2 separate regions of the Anas platyrhynchos genome follow, and region 2 is linked to region 1. Evidence: chromatin contacts called from public Hi-C data. All regions are on one chromosome and are shown on one strand. Each heading gives the region's core, a stretch centred on a gene start, on an enhancer-like site or on the middle of the called end of the contact. The rest is flanking DNA. Distances are from core to core; before and after follow the strand shown.

The links. Hi-C and Micro-C count contacts between places; a contact is called where the count stands out from the background.
Region 2: a Hi-C map of liver shows a contact between it and region 1, with 3 times the contacts expected there. The contact joins the enhancer-like site here to the promoter of USP25 in region 1. A contact is called at or near these places in 2 of 8 Hi-C or Micro-C datasets (liver and skeletal muscle).

What each region holds. Positions count from the first base shown.
Region 1 is chr1:103,763,139-103,769,494 of IASCAAS_PekinDuck_T2T, forward strand. USP25 (ubiquitin specific peptidase 25) reads left to right here and starts at 4,074. Exons shown (of 26, transcript XM_027449278.3): 1 at 4,074-4,581. The coding sequence starts at 4,537.
Region 2 is chr1:103,814,514-103,820,944 of IASCAAS_PekinDuck_T2T, forward strand. USP25 (ubiquitin specific peptidase 25) reads left to right here. Exons shown (of 26, transcript XM_027449278.3): 6 at 4,991-5,077. Among named protein-coding and RNA genes, the nearest start is that of USP25, 51 kb to the left of the region's middle. Within about 2 kb of position 3,393, at least 1 of the 8 cell types and tissues checked has an H3K27ac peak or open chromatin away from gene starts, as enhancers often do.

The sequences.
Region 1 (6,356 bases), core at 2,824-5,323:
GGTTAAATGTAAGGCACTTGAACCAGGTTCTCAGGTTCTCTGAGAATCCATAATTTCAGTGGAATTCAGCTGCAGTTACATGCACTTAGTACGTTAAACATCACTTTTTGGTTTCTTTGTTTGTTTTGAATGTAGCATCTGACTTTTAGGAGGTACATGAATAGGCAGCTGCTGTCTAGAAGCAACCTGAATGTAAGCAACCTTTAAATTTAAAATACATAAACCATGGAATATGGAACATTAACAAAACCTACATTCATATAATTTTAGCTTTGCTTTTAGGTTTTCAAAGGGCTTTCAGATTTTCGAAGGGCCTTCAGTTAATGATTGCCCTCTGACCTAAGCTACAGTGTTGGTTAGCTTTCGCTTTGGTTCCCCCAGAGCATAACCAACGTAAGATTTTGCAAGCACAGAAGCAATGTTTGAACAGTCACCAATGACACAGAGAGTAATTGTTAAATTATGGTTTAAAAGGTGTCACGCTTAAAAAGCTTCTTGAGTTTTTGTTTCAGGTGGCTGAACTATTTACTGCAAAGAAAAAAGGCGCAAGTAAAAGTGTTTCAGAATAGGTTTTATACATGCAGACCTAGAGAATGCCTTCTCTAGGGTTAATTACAGAAGCTGCATGCTTACAGCATTTACTGTTTTATAGCAGTGCCTTCTCAAGGCCGATATAACAGGTTACAGATCTGGGAGAAGAAAACCAAGAAGTCCTGACTTGCACTTCCCCAACTGTAACCAATGTAGCCACAACATAATTAAAATCCTAAATAAATAATGCACTTAATTAAAGACAAAAACAAGCCTATTGAAAACCAGGGGAAATAATGAGTTGATTCTTCTTGTACATGATCTTTGTATACAATTAAATGTGCTAAAGTGTTTTGTGGTTGGCTGGGGTTCTCTTCTCTATTCATAAAAACGGGAAGACCATGAGAATTGTGAGCAGGAACACAGTTTGCGTCCAGCAGGCAGTCTGCAGAAAGGCACGCTCACTTGCTGGTTTCAGAAATAGGTGAAGCAAAGCTTAACGTGTTCAGCCGCTGAGCCTGTGTCACCCTCTCTTTTGGGCTGGGACAGCAGTTTGGGCAGCAGCCTTTCAACCATTTTGGGGAAGCCATCTAGCAGAAAAACAACCGGTTTGGGGCAGTGGAGCTGCAGCTGTCTTTCAGGTGGATTGCTCTCCACGGGGCTGGTGGAGAGGGCGTGTAAATGGGGGCAGCCTTGCGGAGGGGAGCAGGCAGCTGGATGTGAGGACTACACTGAGAGACTGTACAACGTGTTTGCCAAATGTTTAACCACTGTGTACCCTGTAAAAGATGAAGAGAAACTAGGTGGAGATGTGATGAACTTCCAGGATAGTAATATCCTGGAAGTAAAAGCCATATATAGCTATGGCTTATACTATTTAAGATATTAAAGGTGCATTAAGGTACACTGCCCTGCTTGTAACCATCAGTATAAGGAAGAGGAAGGGATAAAAAAAGAACAAATACATTTAATCTCTTGAGATTCATAAGCAAATGTGATCACGCAGCCTTCATTTTTCTGTGAAGCAAAAACTTCCCTTTACGATCACTTCTCTTTCTGTGTGCTAGCGTCATCAATAAGAGTAGCAAGAAAATGCTTGCAGCTCTGAAGTGTGACAGCTAAATGATTGCTGCAGACTAGCAATAGGAGCTCAGAATTTTAAGACTGTGGGCTCCTTGTTAAGGTGGCACACCTCAGAAACAACACGTTATGGGTACCGTGATGTCAGAGATTAGATGAAATTACATAAATAAAAAAAAATGAACAAGCCTCCTGCATGGTTTTTACTGTGCAGCAACACCGCAAGTGTGACAGCTTGTGGACCTCAAGTTGTCATGCTGAATTCTTTGCTGCACGCACCACATGAATCTGGGTTCCAATGGGATCTGAAGGCAGAAAAGGAATTAAGGACTGGATCCCTAGAAACCAAGATACCTTCTTATTTAATTTATAATGAAAATAATAACTCCTTACTATATTATAGATACTAAGGAGTACTAATGTCAAGTCAAGAGCTCTTTCTAAACAGTGGCCCTGACAAAATTGTTACTGTTTTCTGATAAAGTATAAAAGGCAATTTTGTGCTGAATATACTCGTGATACAGAACTTGTGCTGCGAACAGAGCATGAATCTCAACTCCACCTGCTTTCCAGCAACACTCTATGTACTACAGAACCATACCTTGCATGACTATAGCTCAAATTGTGTCAGCATTTCAAATCCCTGTCTCAGAAGTATATTGCTCAGCTGTGTTTTTTCTTTTTTTTTTTTTTTTTTTTTTTTTTCTTCTTCTTCTTCATAAAGGAAGTGGAGCAGGAAGGAGCCCTTAAAAGTGTTAGCTTTGTTGTTGGTTGTTTTGTCTATTTTTGAACTCAGGGTGTGTGTAGAGAAAAGGGAAGGAATTTAATGGAAATTCATACTTTGTCATTCTATCCTGGTTTGAGGTAAACTGGACAAAAAGTAAAATTTCTTTTCAACACTTTCCTTTTGGACCCATTTTATCTGTTGGGGAAGCCCTTTCCATTCAGTTAAATAAAACTCAGAAAGACACGTGCATTATTTCAAGATAAATTTTATTTTTAATGCTACATTGAAGCAAATATTTTCAAAGAATATAAGCAATACCTTTGGTGAAAACTATCTGAACATGAGTCGTGTAGCATACCCCAAAACCACAGTGTACAAGAAGCTGGAAAAGAGCATAAGAAAAAGCATGACTATTTTGGAAAAGGACAGAGAAATTGGTCTAGCACTCTAGCACAGCAGTGCAATAAATTTTTTTTTTTTTTTTTAAAAAAAAAAAAGAAAGTGATAAACTCCTGCTGTTAGCAATCTCACACGTAGCTCTCAGTCTAAGGAGAGAGAATTTCTGGCTATTCCCCGAAAAGTAATTTGCAACCCATTCCTGATCTCATTATATTATCTTCATAGTATCTTGCCTTTTTGCACAATAAACTATTTGGGAACATCAATTTTAAAAAATACATTGTATATTGCAGCATAAAAGGCAAAACCATTAAAACCGATACAATCTATGAGCACCAAACCTTAGAAGAGCAAATATTGATCAAATTGCAACATCTCCTGCTCTGAAGCTACAGTGAATTAAGGCAGTGTTTGCAGGTTGTCCTGAGTTGTGCAAAAACTGGTGTTTTTCTTGAAGACCAAGACCTTGCAGTGAAGTTATTACCTGGTAATCTCACTTCACTTGGGGGGAGGAGTTGAATTACTGAGTCGTAAAAGGCTCTGCGTGTTGAATTGCGAGTAGACACAATTCATTTCATTGCATCAGGCTTGCAGGTCTAGAGTTTGAGTTACGCAGTGTTTAGCAGCAGCATGCTGCTCCCCGGAGCTGTTCCTACAGAACAGGCTTCCCTGCTTGGGAAACCCACCTGGCACACGGCTACCATACAACCTACAGGCGATCCAGCACCTGGGGTGGGTCCTTCCCGTTACCCTGGTTCAATTCAAGTGCATCTTGAGCACACAGCAACCCAGGTGCTGCAGAGATTTGTGAGACCTTTTTTTTGGGAGGTGGGCAGCAGGCTGACTTTGCAGCTATTCCACAGCCCTGCCGGTGGCTGTGGAGCAGGCCCGAGGGCCCGTCCCTGCCGCAGCAGCAGGGCCCGGCCGGCGGGGAAGCGGCGGGGGCAGCCCCAGCCCCGCCCGGTCCCCATCCCACGGCGTCAGGGGGGGGCAGCGGGTCCGGGCGGCCCCAGCTCTCCAGGACGGGCTCTCCGTGGCTGCGAGGATGCCCGAAACTCTCGTCTTGCTCCTTCCTCGGCTGCACAGGCTGGGGGGAGAACAGGAACAGAAAATCCATCACCCACCCCTTCATAACGCCGTTCTGAAGGACCCGACCCCTTCCCCGCCTTACTGGCGGCGGAGCGGGTCATTAACACCCCCCCACCCCCATCAGGCGCACTCGGCGGCCTGCCGGGGAAGCGCCGGCAGCGGGGCCGCCCCGGGGCTCTGCAGCCCCCCGGGAGCCCCCCGGGAGCCCCCCGGGCAGCAGCCGCCGCCTCCCCCGGCCCCGGGTGTCCCCCCGGGCGCCCCTCCGGCTGCCCCGCCGGCCCCCGGGGGCTGGGCGCCGCCGCCGCCAAGATGGAGGCGGGCGGTGCGGGCAGCGCCGCCGCCCCTGCCCGCTAGGCACCGGCCGGGGAGGAAGGAGGAGGGAGGAGGGCGGCGGCGGCGGCGGGCGAGGGGTGCCCGGGCGCCGGGGCAGGTGCTCGGGGCGGCGCCGTGCCGAGGGCGGAGCCGGCGGCGCTCCCGGCAACGCCGTGCGGCGGCGGGGCCGCGGGGAGCGACAGCGGGGCCTGAGCGGATCGGCGCTGCCCCATGGCGGCCGCCCGGCTCGGCGGCCCGCCCGCCTGGCGCTGACTCGGGCTCCCCCTCCCGCCCCTCCTCCCGCCCCGCCGCCTCCTCCGGCTCCGCTCGCCCAGCCCGGGCCCGGCCCAGCCGCCTCCCGCCGAGCCCGCTGCGCAGCCGGGAGCCGCGCGGGGGCCATGACGGTGGAGCAGAACGTGCTGCAGCCCGGCCCAGCCGCCAAGGTGAGAGCACGGCTCGGCCCGGCTCGGCTCGGCTCGGCTCGGTACAGCCCGGCCCGGCTCGGAGCCGGCCGCCCTGCCCTGCCCTGCCCTGCCCGCCCGGGCCTGCGCCGGCCTCGGGGAACTTCTCCCCCCGCTCCCCGGGCCAAGGGCGAAGGGAGGGAAGGGCGCGAGGCCCGCGCCGCGGGCAGCCGGGGGGCTGCGGGGGGGGGCTGGGGGGCTGCGGGCGTGCGGGGCCCGGCCGGGCCAGCGGGGCCCAAGGGGGGCTGCGCTGCGCTGCGCTGCGCCGGCCGCTGCCCGGGCCGGGAGCTGGTGAGCAGCCAGAGCCTGCTCGAAAATGGACACCTTCGGCAGCTCCCCTCCGCCCGGGCAGGGGAAGCCGGGGCTTTAACCGCGCCGCCGCTTTCCCTGTCCCCGAAGGTGTGTGCTGCTGTCCTGGCTGCGGCACGGCGGTGCCCCCTCTTCCCTGTATGCACGCATTTTTGGCGGCACGTGATGTTTTCAGGCGATGGTGGAGGTGTTTGCACAGGCACGGGCGGTGAGGAAGTTTAATGGCAGCGGCCCGAGAGCCCTGGGTCAGCGGAGCAGCGGCGGTGCAGGTGTGAGCGGGCAGGGCGGCTCGGGAAGCCCGCTGGGAGGGACAGGCAGCTGCTGGCACCCGGCGAAGCGCTGGTTTTGTGGGACAGCAAGGGCTGAAGGACCGAGTTTTGTCTCCTCGTCAAAATCAGGCAATTTCAGTCCTTAGTCAGTCCTGATTTCGACTGATGTGCGCTGACAGACGCACGTGGCAGGCTTCTGCTGCAAGGGCCCGTGCTGTATCTTCTGTGTTTAAGCACTTTGCTTTTTGCTGGTGTTGGTCCAGCCGCTCTCCTGAGTAACCAGATCTTTTTTTCAAAGCGTTGTTGATGGTTTACTTAAATATCTCCTAATTATTGTATCAGATTTTCTGTTACATAATACTTGCTGGGCGCTTGTCAAGGCTTGGACGGTCTGTCAGCAGTGCTGAAGAAGAAATGCCACAGTTTGCAGTTAAACCATTGCTTGTAGGTCAGTAGTTCAGGAGTACTTCAGTTTCAAGACTGAGTTTACGGAGCGGTTGGGGATTGAATCTTACAGGTCACCTGGTAATCCGTACCGGAGCAAAGAACTGAAGTCAGTTTGAGACTTCCAACATTGAAATTTCTCCGTGCACGATGATTACTTCTCTAAGTACCCCCAGAAATTGTATAGCATGGCAAACTTCTTTCGTGCTAGGGATTTGTTTCCACTGAATCATCTGATTGTTTTATTATCTGAAACTTCTTATTATCTACTTTATCCTTAATTGCATGCTGGAGGAGGGGGAAACAACCTTGAGAACGTTTTACAAAAAATGCTATTAGACTCCAAAGTAAGTGTCATGTTGCATAGTGAGGCTAACAAATAGCTAACTAGCTGACAAACTTCGACGTTGTTCAGCTTATTTTCATTAAAAAAGATCTTGAAAGCACAGTGGACTGAGGCATGGTTGGAGAGATTGCCATGCCACTAGCTCATCTTCTTCCCTCAAAAGAAGAAAATCCCATGCTCTACAAATAAAGAGAGTTTGTTCTGCAGACCTCAAAGTTTGTCATGATTGTTTTCTGTTAGCGTGAAGAAACCACACGCAAACAGAAATATATTGGATTTCTAAGAGATGTCTGAGTCACCAGCATACCTTATTCAGAGCTGTGGTTCCCAACATTGTTCATCAGATGTTGTCTTTCTGTCATACAGGAAGTATGTGTCAAGCTTCAACA
Region 2 (6,431 bases), core at 2,143-4,642, 51 kb after region 1:
AAACAGGATTTACCACTTACCGTGAGTAAGACACACACAAGTGGAGCAGCAAGCAGCCCCAGAGTAAGTTACAGGGATGGAAAGCAGCAGTGCGTAAGTTGGTGCAGTGGTAACATACAAGCTGCTTCGTGAACTCCTGTAGTCAAAAGAGTAGGTTCAAGAACACAAACCACAAGGTAAAGTACATCGTTGAATAGAAAAGGTGGGGAAGGCCTTAGAGACGAGTGGGAAGCAATTTTTCCGAGTTAGTGGTATAGAATCCAAAAGACTTGAAATTTGGAGAGAAGTGAAGTTATTTGCTGGTGAAATTGAATGTGTTCTTGCAATATTGAGCAATATTCAATCCACAGTTTGTGAGAGTGTTAAGACACCAATAATCATTAGTGTAGCAGGAGTACTTTTTTTTTGGAACCCTTAGCACTTTATCCTTACTGGTTAAAAAACTTGAAGTTAGTAATGCTACTGACAAGAGTATATGCTCATATGTGCAGGTTAGCATATAGGGTTCTGCTTTTTCTTTGATTTATATTATTGGCATGAATGAAAAATTAACCCTAAAAATGGCCAATCTGCCCCACTAACAGTAGCTCTGTATACACCAGAGTTGTTTATGAAGTGAATGAAGTAAGAACATAAATTTGTCATGTTAGCAGAGGCAGACTCTTCCAAATAATATATTTAATGACATAGGCAGAATTCTATTTATACTCTTTATTTTCAGAACAGTAATGTATTAATTCTTTAAGATTGCTCTATGTTTGCTATACAGACTGAAGGTAGATACGGTCTCTGCTTTGTGGCTTTAAACTCTGAATGAATATAAAATCGGAAATGCACAAAGGGCCCACGGTGGCTAAATGTCATCTCGGCAAATAGCTGTTTTGGGGTGTTAATGCATATATAAGCTTTTGACTTGCACAAGATCATGTTTCGGCTACATGCCAATACCTGAAGGGATTCATTTAAGAGCTCTGCAGAAACGTGTGCTTCTCTTCCCCCCTGCCTAATAATTGCTTTTTAAGCTGTACTAACAAGATACCTTTCAATTTTGGTTTCTAACCAAATTAAATCCTTGCTAAATTTTCTTTGCCAAAATTCAAGTTTATAATTTTCTCCTGTTAAATCTTATGCCTTGGCACTAATTGAGACAAATTTTCTTGCTAGTATTTGCTGCAGACACAATGCTATTGTTATGTACACATACACTATTGGTGGCATTCTTATTCATTTTTAAATCAGTTCATTCTGGTGAAAGTAGCATGCCCCAGGAATGGAAATTGCACAGCTTTTTCTTGTGGTTGTGTTAAGACAAACCTCAATGCTGACCACGTTTCACAAAAGCCAGTGTTCCAGCTGCCTGCCTATAGGTATGGCCTATTTTTGTTGGCTAAGCTTTAATAACCAGGATTTTTCTTGCTTATCACCTTAGGAAGTTTCATTTTTCTACAGCCATTACAACATTAGTCAAATGTATTCGTTCTACTTAAACATCATCATCATTTTCTGTGAAATGAGAAATGTTTTTGGCATCTTATAGCCTGTTTTAGAATTAGTAGCCTGGATTGCTTTAATACAAGCTTCATAGAACAATCTGAAAGCCCTTCCTTCCTTCTGAGTTTAATCTTTGCAAATTGAATAGAAAGATGGCTGTGTTTGTTGTATTACAAGATTGTGTTCTTGTAAACTTTAGAAAGGTAATCAATATTAAAAAATCACCAGCTAGGGCTCAAAAATATTTGCTTCTTTGACCTGGACAGTGGAAACATACGAAATTGCTAGTCTATTTCTTTTTACATCTGTTGCTGAAACAGCTGTTTTTAGTGCTCTGTGCTTACAGATCTTCAAGAATCCATCAAAGAGTGCCTGTCCAAAGCTATATGCAACAGCTTGATAGGTTATCTTTCATCTAGATGTAAAAGTACTGTTTCCTACTCTCCAAGTATGGTTGATGTCAGTACCTTTACTATTTTGGGACTCTGTTGGCAGCTCGTAATGATCTGAGTTGCATGCTAAGCTTTTATGGATTTAATGTGATGACTAATTTACATTCTTACAGTGTTAATGCAGCATCACAGTACTTGAATATTAAGAATTATTACTTTATTCAGCCAAACTAATTTTGTTTTGATAATCCTAGATACTAAGAGGCGCAAAGGGTTAGGCAGGATGTTTAAAGTGAAACCAAGGCTACTTATATTCTGAAACTGGTGTCTGTCTATGTAACTAAGGTAGACATTACTTGGAAAATTGAACATTTTTGATATCTTACATTCTTGAAGCTACACCTCTAAATAGTTCTCTCTAGCATGACAGAAAATATCTATATTACCAACTGTTCTGGGGGAAAGCCTCAAAAAGTCTATTGTCATTCAGCATTGTTATTTTGAACTCCCTAAACTGACAATGTATCTTTTTTTTGTTTGCTTGTTTATCCTCATTTTCTGTTATGCTCTCGTTCTGTCCCTAACTGAAGCAGTAGCAGAAAGGCATTCTGATAATCTGTTCATTTTCATGGTAATTTGAATTGATATCACTTACTACTATTGTGATTCCCTTTCCTAGCAGTGGTGTTAATCTGTCCACTTGGTAAGCAGGTGTTAAGCTAATAGGAAAATAAAACAGTAAAAATTAATCATTTGCTGTCAGCTTAATGAGCTGAGAGGACAAGCATTGTGCAGGAAGTGGAAGCAGAGGTAGACTACTGAGGAGGAGTTTGGAAACACTGCCCAGGCATGGAAGGATGGTGTTAGGAAGTGAAAAGTGAAAACTCACCTGGGGTTAATGCTTGCAGAGGATGCCTATGGTAATAAGAAGAGCTTTTGTTCCTATACTGGTAATAAAAAGCCACAGAAGGACCTGGGTCTAGCTCTGAGCTGTGGGTGAGGATTGAGTCAGTGGTTACTGGAGGCAATTGGGCCCATATTAAATAGTCTATGGGACCCACTGAGCTCCATCCAGTGGAGTTGAGAGAAGAGGGTCAAGTCCTAGCAAGGCTGCTGTCTGTCATCTTTAAAAGTTCACTGAGAATCAGAGGTTTCTTATAAGCTGGGGATCTTTGACATGGTCAGCCTTTGCTTGGTCAAGCAAATGTTCTGACTGCAGTTGTTAAAATGGGGTGTTATTTAACATTTTAACAATGAGTTGGAATATCTGTACAGGTACTTAAAAGGATTCAAATGGATTTAGAAAAAAATAAGAGAAAATAATTTTAAAAGAAGAAAATCAGAAATAAGGTGGGAAATAAAGAGCTAATACTTACTCAAATGCCAGGCAAAATCATAAAGTTTATTACAATTTTCTGTACTAAATTTGGATGTGTTATGAAATTGGCCAGCTCAGCTGCTTGGCACTTTGATAGCACTTGGATTAGTCATGGAGAGAAGTCAGTCTTTGGACATTATATTTCAACAGCTGGTTTATTTTGTGTGTAAGGCATTGCTATGTTTCGCTTGATGAAGAGCCCATCAGTGGAATGTTGTTACATCATGAGACATAACTTCAATTAGTACGAACTTCTAGAATGACACTTGAATTAAATATTAACATTTTCTATGGTTTGAGTAAGTAAACAAAGGACTCGGTGTTTTAATTTTTCTTCTCTGCAAGGAAGGATAAAAGGGAAACCTGTATTCTGACCATCAAAACAGCTGGGGAAAAAAAAGCTTGCCTACTTGATTATATTGATTTAGCAATGTGAGAAAGGACTTTTCTCGTTGGTGTTTTTGTCTTCTTAAATCTAAAAGTGTTAGGAAATACAACTTTGATAGCCGCCTGATTTTGCTGGAGATGGTGTACACTCCGGTATATGGGAAGAGGTCAAACTCGGAAAAGGGTCTTTCATGAGGAGAGCAAATTCTCACAAACTCATCTTTTTTTTTCCATCCAATGTGTTTAAAATTCTTAGAATAAACCCACCGCCTCTTCACAATTTGAGTTTCACTTTCTTGGCATTATGGAGTTGAAATCCTGTTAAGTCCATTGTGGTCTGTGACTTAAGTCTTTACCTGTGTAGAACAAATTGTGGGATCAAAGTCTACTGCCGGAGTAGGCAAACTCTGCCTTTCAAAAATAAATAGCTAATATGTGATCAGGGAAAAAAAAAAAAGTACAGGCTGTAAAACCAAATTGGATGAATTAGAGGGTAAACCTCTCCTGTGCTTCTCTGAGCGTGTTTAAAATATGTTAAACCCTTTCTTCATCCAGATGCTGATCTGTGGTAATGAAGTGATAGAATTAAGCCTAACTTACCTTTAAGAAGCACTACATCTTCAACTTTAACCGAAGCAGTTCATGCCTATACAGAAAAGCAACAATGCAGTTACATCAGTGCTTTGGACTTCAGTCCTAAGCCACTGCTTTGGACTTCTATTTTTGCAATCAGTTGTCTTTTTCTTGTACTGTCTTGGCTCCAGGCTCTGTGTTCTGTGGTGTTCTTCTCAGGTGTGCCCTTTTTCTTGTCCTGTTGTACATAAAATTAGAATAACAGCAGTTCCTTATTTGCTAAGTTGTGTAACCTGGTTTCCTTACTCTAACATGCAGTATTCAAATCCTGGAGGAATGGAAAGAATGGAATAAGTACAGATTGCAAGTGGATTTAAGTTGCATGTACAAAGATATAGCCTCTCTGCATTGAGGCGGTAGACGATAGAGGGGCTACAAGACTAATTTTACATAGTCAAAGAAGCTTTTATTTTGATTTGAAAATTAACAGCTATACAGTTAATAAAATGCACTGAAAAAAGTAATTTATTTTACCTATCATATAAACTTATTTTTTCATTTAACTATAAAGTTTTTTTTAATTATGCTTTTTCAGTAAAGTAATTGTGTAATGTTGAAAATATATTTAGCGAAGTTTAAGTAAAACAATATATAATGGTAAAGTTTCATTTTAGAAGCTATATGTTTAACATTTAATTTATTGGCACACTTTGGAATAATTTTTTAGGGTTTTCAGAAGTGCTTTAACACTTTATTTGTTTCTTTTCAGTCATTATTTAATCTACTGGAGTTTCGAAGACTAGTTTTGAATTTCAATCCTCCTGCAAATGCTCAAGACTTGCCTCGAAACCAAAAGGTAAAATTAGAAGCTGACTTCCCCTAGTGGTTAATAACGGCATTTCTCTATTGTAATTGATTTTTGCACTGCTCTCTAGTTCAAATTAGCACAGATGTTACAGGTGCCAATTAATATCGCTCTGAGCTTCTTATTATGGATCTTACATAAAATACTTTGGCTTTGTAGTAGAGTACCTCTCTTAACATCCTGCCCTGTAGACTGCTCAGCAAACAACTGCATAGACCAGATTCAGTGGAAGGGCTACTCTGAGCCTTGTGCAACAGCTGTGGCAGCACTGATGCTAGTGGGTGAGCATTTTTAACGTGGCAGTAGTTTGTATGAAGAAGCATGTTTTATTCTGCACCCTTCACACTGTGCAGCTGTGGGCATACTTTTTGGTTAGTCTGCATGTGTTTGATCTGTATAGGTTTTTTGGCAGCATTGTTAGTGCTGACCTGGCCCCCTCATTGCTTTTTGGGGATGTTTATTATTTGCAACTCATGATCTGAGATTAAGCTTTTGATTATTAGCTAATCTCTTCTGGCCATTTAGCAAAGTGATTGTAAGCATAAATTTTCTCATGCTCATTCTGGTATTAATATGGGGTTGTGGAACAGAGGAGTTGGCTCAGGTTTTTTGTAACCTCAGGCTAATGTGGAAGAATGGGCATGGACTGACAGACAAAACAGGCCAAGTTTTCTTCCTTCAGTAGATGCTCTCTGAGGAAAATGCATAGGAGTACACTGAATTCTGTGCTATAAAATAGTTAAAGAAATGGAAAGAGGAAGTAGCTGTATGAAATGTGAAAACACTTCATGTCCTGTTTTTTCAGGTAAACAGAGCAATGAATTCTTGCATATCCAGAAATTAGACCATTGTCCTTTACTCCTCCCTTTCATATTTTACACATGGAGTGTGTTGTCAGCCTATTTTTATTTGTTTGGCACTTCGGGCTTGACTGGAATGTTCACTAGCAAAAATGAAGCTACAATTCAAAAAAAACAAACAAACAACAACAAAAAAAATAGTGTCCATTTTCAAAACCTCTAGGTATGCACCGTTAAAGGGAAGTTGCATGTTCAATCAGAATTGTATAATCCCTTTTTCCACCTGCACAGGCATTCCCCCCACTGAAGAACAAGGTGTCACTTGTTTTCTTTAGGAAAAAAATGTTTGCAATAGATTGTGAGATGGTGTGCAAATACAGCATTGGTAGTGTTGGGAACATATCACAAGAGTGTGGCAAAATGGTGTATCTTAGTGAGGGCAGAATAAAGTCATGCTATGTTCTACCAAAGAGTTTTCCTGAAATATTTTTTAAATTATTTTTTTTTTAGATTGACTTTCTGGCCTGTGTTTCATTATTGGTTGT